2 separate regions of the Sus scrofa genome follow, and region 2 is linked to region 1. The links are chromatin contacts, called in public HiChIP or PLAC-seq maps. All regions are on one chromosome and are shown on one strand. Each heading gives the region's core, a stretch centred on a gene start, on an enhancer-like site or on the middle of the called end of the contact. The rest is flanking DNA. Distances are from core to core; before and after follow the strand shown. Region 1 overlaps LOC110261573 (a long non-coding RNA gene). Region 2 overlaps KIAA0391 (mitochondrial ribonuclease P protein 3).

Region 1 (4,275 bases), core at 498-2,997:
AGTAGTGCACAAAGTTTCCCTTTTCTTCACATCCTCACCAAAGTTTGTTATTTATGTTCTTCTTTTTTTTTTCCTGGTTGCATCTGTGGCAGGTCAAAGTTCCCAGGCCAGGGATCTAACCTGTGGCATAGCAGCAACCAGAGCCATGCAGTGACAATGCTGGATCCTTAACATCTAGGCCACCGGGGAATTCCTATCTGTATTCTTTTTGATGATGACCATTCTGACAGATGTGAGGTGATAAAGGGCAGCTTTAAGGGACAAGTAGGAGTCAGAAAAAGGGGAGGAAGGACATACCAGGAGAAGGTGGAGTCCGTGGCAAAGCCCGAGGGTGTGGAACAAGCAGTTGCAGGTGGCTTGGTATGCGGTGGGGGGAGATGAGGGTATCAGGTGGAAGGAGATGAAGCAGGGACAGGTTGACCAAACAAACAAGTTGGACTGGTGCCTTGAGAGCCATGGTGAGCCTCTAGAATACACTGGTGAGGGATGTTACGTGGTGTGCTTCGGAAGACAGTGTGGCAAGTAGACTGGATGGCGGATTACATGCAGTGACTGGAAAGCGAGGAGGAAAGGTGGCCAAAGAGTTCCAAGAACAAGGATCTACAGATCTTTGTGACTGGAGGTGAGGGAGGGAAGGGGGAAAGGTAGGAGCTATCGGTTTTGAGGGCCCAAAACCGATAGCTCTGTTCTAGACCCTCTTCTGGGCATGGGAGATACAGTCCCAAACTCTGCCCTCACAGAGCTTACATTGTGCAGGAGACCCAAACACACTGAATAAATAAGTCAAATGTAGAAGACAATAGTCAGAGAGTTTCTGTTGTGGGTCAGCAGAAACAAACCTGACTGGTATCCATGAGGATGCGGGTTCGATCCCTGACCTCAGTGGATTAAGGAATCCGAGTTGCCGTGAGCTGTGGTATAGGTCACAGATGTAGCTGGGATCTGACATTGCTGTGGCTGTGGCCGTGGGGTGAGCTGGCAGCTGCAGCTCTGATTTGACCCCCTAGCCTGAGAATTGCATATGCCATGGGTGTGGCCCTAAAAAAAAAAAAGAAAAAAAAGAATACATTAGTGAGAGTACTTAGGGGAAAAATAAATCAGAGAAAGCAGTAGAAATGTCAAGACAGGAGGACACACTGACATTTTAAGTAGGGTGGCTGGGAAGGTGAGAGGGCAACACTGAAGAAAAGACCTAAAGGAAGGGAGAGCTGAGGGCGTGGACAATGTTCAGTAGGTGCAAAGGTCCTGAGGTGGGTGCACTCTTGGAGGAGCAGCAGGGAGTCAGGGTGGGTGAAGTGGGGTGAGTCAGGGGAAGAGTAATAGGAAATGAAGTCAGAGATCCCAGAAAGCCAGGTCAATGCTGGGCTCTTAGGAGTGGGTTTGGAACATTTAGGAAGTTCCTCCCCAAAACGTCACTCTGCTTCTCTGGTACTAAACTGTACTATCTGCTTGTGAGGGAATATTAGGTCCCAAATACTCTCCCGATACTGAAAGCTGCTAGAAATTGTCTCCACCAAGTGGCTAAGGAGTTTGCTCAGCTGCCTGTTTCCCCCTACCCCCAAACTGAATACAGACCAGGCTGGAGAGACAGACCTCGGAGGAAATGTGTTTTTCTCTGACCACCTTTTCTGTGTGTAAGTGCATATCTCGCCCTCCCCTTCCTCATCTATGCCCTGCCCCCACCCAACCTTTTCACTCAGTGCTGAAAGAATTGCCCTGGCAACATCTGCCACATTTTTTCTGTATTACAAATAACATTGTCTGTGCTTCTGGGAAAAAAGGACCCCACCCATATGAGTCGTGGGCAGTGGCTCAGACTTTCAGTTTGTCAGCCTACATTCTTTTTATGGTTGAGAGTTTTGGGTCCTGGCCCACCCCACAGCCACCTGTACTGGGGGCGGGGAAGACTCACTAACACGTTAAAGGACAGATGAGAATGTTTGTTGCTCTGGAAGGTGACAGAATTTATATTCAAACACATAGCAGGCAAACTACTAGGCTTGACGGATCATGATCCTAATAAAAAATTTTGCATTTTCTTCTGTTCTCACCTACACAGTTGGACCTGGAATAGAATTGAATCTGGGGCAGAGCAAAGTGTTTGAGTGTTGTCTGTGGGGCTAGGTCCTGCCCCAAAACATAGGGCTAAAAAGATGCAGTCCTGGGCTTTAGGAGATTATATCCTAGGTCTCTGAGAATGGAGGGAGATTTATGAGAATTAATGTTTTCCCATTGGTACATGAGAAATTAGCTCTAGCAGAACAAAGTGAATTCTAAGCTTCCCTCACAATTTGGTTTTGAGTCTTCAGAGACCACATTGGTTTCCTTGAGTACAATACAGTTTTGAAGTCGCATTGGCGAATTGTCAAGGTATCTGTGGGGGAAAAATTATAAAGCATGGGATTTAAAAACAAGTTTTAGAAGTTTCCTGGTGGTCTAGAGGTCAGAACTCTGTGCTTTTACTGCTGCGGCCCGGGTTCAATCCCTGGTCTGCCACTGCACATGGGGGGCGGTGGGGGGAGGCAAATTTTTTTTTTTAAAGTTTGCCCTGCTGAGTTTTTTTTCTTTCCATGGATTCTAGGCGCTTAGTGGCCCACACAGGGTAGAGGGTGAGTTTCTGGAGGTGAGTTCCCCATCTCTCTAGAGCAGGCCCTCTGTCCCACCCAGAAAAATATACCACTCATGGGCCACTCCAGGAGCCTAGGCAATTGGTCCTGCTGGGGGCTCTTTGGGGTAGGGACTTTTTTTTTTTTTTTTTTTTTGAGCCTTAGAATCTTAAATCGTGGGGACCTAAGTGATCTTTAAAGGTCATTCAGCACAACTACTCTTTACATTTAAAGCCTGTTTCAATATTCTCACCAAGTCATCGAGCAACTTTGGTAAAATACCTCTAGTGTTTGGACTTAGGAATGATGCTAGGTGAGAGGGGAGACCCCCAGTTCCACTTACTAGAAAGGCCTTTGTGCTGGAGGTGAGTTTTGATGTGGTTAATCTGCTCGGTTCAAATGTAGTTCAGCTCAATTGAAAGTGAGGAAAAGGAAACTTGGCTAATGCCTCTTTTCTTTTGCCAAACGAAACAGTGTTGTGGATGGAGACTCAAGGGTATCTTTTTGGAAAACAGCTAAATGGCAAACACCCTACACTCGTGTTTCCCTTCTAATTAAAAAACAATCCCAAATGCCAGACCACAAAACAGCAAAATGCTTCACAGTGCCCCCACCCCAATAAGCCGTTGTGCCTTGTTTCCACCAACAAAAACAAATTTTATGGCCCAGTCTTTACATGAATCACTCCGTGGAAATGGTAGCAAATGCAATCACCCCAGACAGCTGCAATTATCTAAATGTCTCCCTATTAGCCATTTGAATGGTTGAAGCCTTATAATCAAATCAGTGAATGCTAATTGAAATCTAATAGAGCCAACATCCATGTGATTAGGTATCAGAATTTGATTCCAATATTGTTAAATTACAGACAAGGCCTATCAAGCCACATAAAAATAAATTTTAGAACCTCAATGGCAAAAGGAGATGGATTCTTTCAATAAACAGGGATCAAACTGGAATTGGTTTGCACTGTGTCACCGCCACCTACCGGGACTTTGTGGAACTGCAGAGACAATTTTCCCTTGAAAGTGGGGCCCAGCTCTGTTTTCCTCATCAAAGAGCTAGGTTTCCTGACAATCAGGCAAGAGAAACTGCCCACGTTTTGTAATTCTGTGGCTAAATGTGATAAGCGACCGTGGAGAATATTAATAATGATTATCTCTGGAAGAAGTAGCCAAGAAGATCACAGCTGGGAGGGTGTATGTTGGCGAGAACTAGAAGTTGGCTGGCCCAGGTAGGATCTGAAAAGGGTGTGCTGCCAATGAATGGCTGGAGACATGAGCCTTAACACTCCCCATGTCCCAGCTGACTCCATCCCCCCACCCCCACCCCCAGTATCTGCTACTAGAAGATCCACTTACTGTTTGTATTACTTCTGGAATAAATTACATGTACTGAATCTCTACTGTGTTACGAACACAGTCTCAAAAATCCTGTTGAGTAATGGTAATATAAAATGTGGTCCCTTCCTCAGGGAGTTTATGAGTTCTCTGAAGAGGTTAAAGAAAAATACATGATGTCTTACAATAGTAATTAAGAACTGATTTTTGTCAAAAGAATGCTTGGGACATAAATTTTTTTTATTGAAGTATAGTTAATTTACAATGTTGTGTTTCAGGTGTATGGCGAAATGATTCATTTGTATATATGCATATATATAATATATCAA
Region 2 (4,275 bases), core at 1,220-3,719, 150 kb before region 1:
CCCCTAGCCTGGGAACTTCCCTATGCTGCAGGTGTAGTCCTAAAAAGAAAAAAAAAAAATTTAAAAAAGCATGCATTCATGTAATCCCTCCTTCCCGTGGGTAGGAATCTTCAGACTTCCCTCCCCCAACCCAGCAGAGGCCATGTGGATGGGGGTGAGGGGCACACACATCTAGGAATCTTCAGAAGCTTTCACCCATTTCTCCTTAGTTAAGCCACACTCCTCCATTTAGCCTCACTCCTTTGCTTCTAAGTCTGGAGCCTCTTGAGAGACTGGCCTGGTTCTTAGCTGACCCCTCTTCAAATCTGACTCCGTGGGATCTGCAGGGTCAGTCACCACTTATCCATCTGCTTTCTAGCATCTGGGTTTTATTGCTGTTGTCTCTCCTCTTATTCTCCAAGTTTTTGTGGGTTTGACATTTTAGAAAGACTCTTTATTATAGTTTTAGTGAGGGTTTCAAGTGGGATGAAGATTAGATGCACATGGAAATGAAAAAAAAAAAAGAAAGATTAGATGCACATGTTCTTTTGCCTCTGAACCTGAAAGTTTGTTCTACTCTTATTGTGTTGACAGAGAAATTAACACAAAAATCACCCAAGTCTGTGATGATACCAAAAGAATTTCTATTCCTTCTTTTTTTAAAATTTTTACTCTTCTTTCTTTCTTTTCCTTTTCTTTTTTTGTCTTTTTAGGGCTGCACCCTAGGCATATGGACGTTCCCAGGCTAGGGGTCTAATCGGAGCTACAGCTGCTGGCCTACACCACAGCAACGCCAGATCCGAGCCGAGTCTGTGACCTACACCACAGCTCACAGCAACACCAGATCCTTAACCCACTGAGCGAGGCCAGGGATCGAACCTGCAACCTCATGGTTCCTAGTCGGATTTGTTAACCACCGAGCCACGACAGGAACTCCATCTTTTCCTTTTCTTTTTCCTTTTTTTTTTTTTTTTTTTTTTTTTTGTGGTGGGAGAAGGAAAGAAGGGGGAAGGGTGGAAAAACAGTGTAGCTTGGGAGGTCTAAATTACTAATCCAGGCTGTCAAATGATAGCTAATATTCATTGAGTAATTTTCCATGTGCTTTGTATCTACATCTAAATTAATCCTCAAAATAATGTAATTTGTATCTCCATTTTACCAATTATGAAACAAAGGCCAAAGAGGAAATGTAGCAGAGGTCACACAACTCTGACCTAGTGGAACCAGAATTTGAACCCAGGCAGCCTGATGCCAAGGCTTGTGCTCTTAATTACTATTACTGTTCTATTACTTAATTACTATGCTATTAAATGGTGGATAGAAAGTGGAAGTCTCTTTTATGTCTCTGTTAGTTTCATTTACTGTATAAACCCTTCTGCTGCACAACTATGTAAATGGCTTGGAACATTAGAGCTGTCCAAGGTTATCTATTCATTTACCTAGGTCTTTTATATATTTTGAACTGACAGGTCTTTTATGTATTTTGTCCCAGAAAACAAAACCAAAAGCTGCAGTGTACAATTGTGTGACTCTGTACCAAGACAAAAGCTGCGTGAGGCAGAGCAGCCAATAGATACATGGATTTTCAAGCCTGCAGAGCCCTGCTCATCATATTTTTTCTTTTCTAATCATTAAATAGTGGCTTGTGAACCAAAGTGGTTACATACTTTTCCAGTGTGAGCAAATTATTTTCTGTATATGGACTGGGTCTAGAACCCTGGGAGAAATTTTTGATTAACTTTTAGTAGTTAATTGGACTAGGATCCATGAGGTCATGGGTTCGATCCCTGGCCTTGCTCAGTAGGTTAAGGATCAGGCATTGCCATGAACTGTGGTTTAGGTCACAGGTGTGGCTTGGATCCCGTGTTGCTGTGACTGTGGCATGGGCCAGCAGCTACACCTCCAATTCAACCCCTCTCCTGAGGATATTCATACATTACAGGTACAGCCCTAAAAAAGACAAAAATAAAATAATATGCATCAGAATAAGTTAATTTAATCTTCCTGAAATTCATTTTCCATTTTCAAAATTCTATTCTTTCCTGCCTCACAATGATGAAGGGAACACAGATATCTTACAGAGAAACTAAAAAGACCAAAAAACGCATGCGGGAGTTCCCTTCGTGGCGCAGTGGTTAACGAATCCGACTAGGAACCATGAGGTTGCGGGTTCGGTCCCTGCCCTTGCTCAGTGGGTTAAGGATCCTGCGTTGCCGTGAGCTGTGGTGTAGGTCACAGACGAGGCTCGGATCCCGCGTTGCTGTGGCTCTGGCATAGGCCGGCAGCTACAGCTCCGATTCGACCCCTAGCCTGGGAACCTCCATATGCTGCGGGAGCGGCCCAAAGAAATAGCAAAAAGACAAAAAAAAAAAAAAAAAAAAAAAAAAAACGCATGTGAATGTTGGAGAAAAGTCACACTGTGAGTCAGGAGCCAATTCTTCTGTCTCTAGACAGCTGACTCTCAGATAGCTGGGGAAATCCACCCAGGCCACCAATTTAATCATTTTCAAAACGGCTGGATAACTGTGTGGGTGCTAATGGCATTGGAGCAGGCATGGTGCGCAGGAAACACATCCCACACTTGACAGGATGTTCCCGTGGCAGGAAGGGCAATTCTCTTCCTCAGCAGGATTGTTTCATTGACTAGAGACAACATGAGATCATTGAAATCTCCCTAAAATACCAAAGACTGACGAAGGCAGGATATAGGAGATGGTGAGTCTCCTGTGAACCAGTGGGGTCATTTATGACATCATAATAAAGTAAGGGTGTTTTGTTTATATACTTTCTTCGAAGAGATTCAAAGAGCTTTATAGACTCAGTCAGTCATCAGTTTCAAATCTTTGCTCGAGGCACATGGTCCCAGAGTGGGAGTAGAACTCCAGCTCAGTTTCAGCCTCTTCTCTCTGGAACTGCGTCACCAGGCTTATGAAATGTCCACTCCTTAGATACCACCCAGTGAAAACTTCCTTCTCCCTCCTCACCCCAGCTTCTGCTGCTTCTCTGGAACACTTCCTTTGCTCACCTTCTTCCAGTACTCCCATTCTCATCAAATGTTTATCTGTGGGAGTTCCCGTCGTGGCACAGTGGAAACTAGGAACCATGAGGTCACGGGTTTGATCCCTGGCCTCGCTCAGTGGGTTAAGGATCTGATGTTGCCATGAGCTGTGGTATGGTCACAGACGTGTCTTGGATCTGGCACTGCTGTTGCTGTGGTATAGGTTGGCAGCTATAGCTCTGATTAGACCCCTAGCTTGGGAACCTCCATATGCTGAGGGTGTGGCCCTAAAAAGACAAAAAAAAAAAAAAAAAAAAAAAAAAAAGTTCATCTGTATTTTACATAGTACATAGCTCTTGAATAGTTCCATCAATGAAATGTCATTCATCTTTAAATACACAGTGCTATTTCTCTCCCTCTCCTCCCCTTCTCCCTCTTCTCCGGCAAGCATAGGCAGCTCTCAAATGTAGAACTGAGGCAGAGACAGTACCAGTGAGTGGCAGGCAGATGAAAACATGATGAGAAGATGCAAACTATTACATTTAGAATGGATAAGCAATGAGGTCCTACTCTACAGCACGGGAACCATATCAAGTCTCTTGGGCTACAGCATGATGGAAGATGGTATGATAAAAAGAATGTATATATAGGTATGACTGGGTCACTTTGTTGTACAGCAGAAATTGGCATGACATTGTAAATCAACTATATTTTTTTTTCTGTGTTTAACGGACAGCGGTTTATTTGCCAGCTCCCACCTTCCAGAAACAACAGGTGCTAGAGATGTAGCAGAGGGAACTGATGAAATTTCTGCCCTTGGGGTCCAAACAGCCTTCACTTCTGCAATTGTTGTCCTGTGCCAGGCACTATTGAGTGACTTTGTGACTGTATTTAATCCCTCCAGTAACCCTCCATCAGTCAGGGTCTTGGAGGAACAGACAGCAGTCCTGAGCGATTTTATGTGCAGATTTTAACAAGCAGCATGCTGAGGATAAGGACTTCCTCCCCCCAAGCAAGGTTGGACCCTCAGCCTGTGGAGGAGGCCAGATATCCAGTCAGTGTGGAAAGACTAGGTTCTAAGCCTGCAGCGAGAGGACTCATCTCACCATCCAATGCCCAAAGGCCAACCAGCAGTGACCACTGAGGACCCGAGTCACCCGTAGGCTGGGTGTGGGGACTTGAGGGTGGGCGCCCAAGGGCACCACGTGCGGCAGAGCTAAGAGCTCCCCATGCAGACGCAGGCACCCTGGAGGGACTTGCTGCCAGAGGAGAGCTCAGAGTCAGGACACTAGCCATGG

Evidence for each region. HiChIP or PLAC-seq counts read pairs in DNA pulled down with a chosen protein or histone mark.
Region 2: a contact with region 1 is called in an H3K27ac HiChIP or PLAC-seq map of alveolar macrophages. The contact joins two enhancer-like sites. A contact is called at or near these places in 1 of 5 promoter capture datasets (skeletal muscle), 1 of 47 Hi-C or Micro-C datasets (retroperitoneal adipose tissue) and 2 of 2 datasets of contacts at active chromatin or transcription factors (alveolar macrophages and skeletal muscle).

The regions. Positions count from the first base shown.
Region 1 is chr7:64,491,158-64,495,432 of Sscrofa11.1, reverse strand. The region is part of intron 1 of LOC110261573 (a long non-coding RNA gene); the gene reads left to right. Among named protein-coding and RNA genes, the nearest start is that of NFKBIA, 15 kb to the left of the region's middle. Within about 2 kb of position 1,747, at least 19 of the 83 cell types and tissues checked have an H3K27ac peak or open chromatin away from gene starts, as enhancers often do. A contact at or near this core is called in alveolar macrophages, where this site is marked.
Region 2 is chr7:64,641,920-64,646,194 of Sscrofa11.1, reverse strand. All of the region lies in intron 5 of KIAA0391 (mitochondrial ribonuclease P protein 3), which reads left to right. Among named protein-coding and RNA genes, the nearest start is that of PSMA6, 41 kb to the right of the region's middle. Within about 2 kb of position 2,469, at least 1 of the 83 cell types and tissues checked has an H3K27ac peak or open chromatin away from gene starts, as enhancers often do. A contact at or near this core is called in alveolar macrophages, where this site is marked.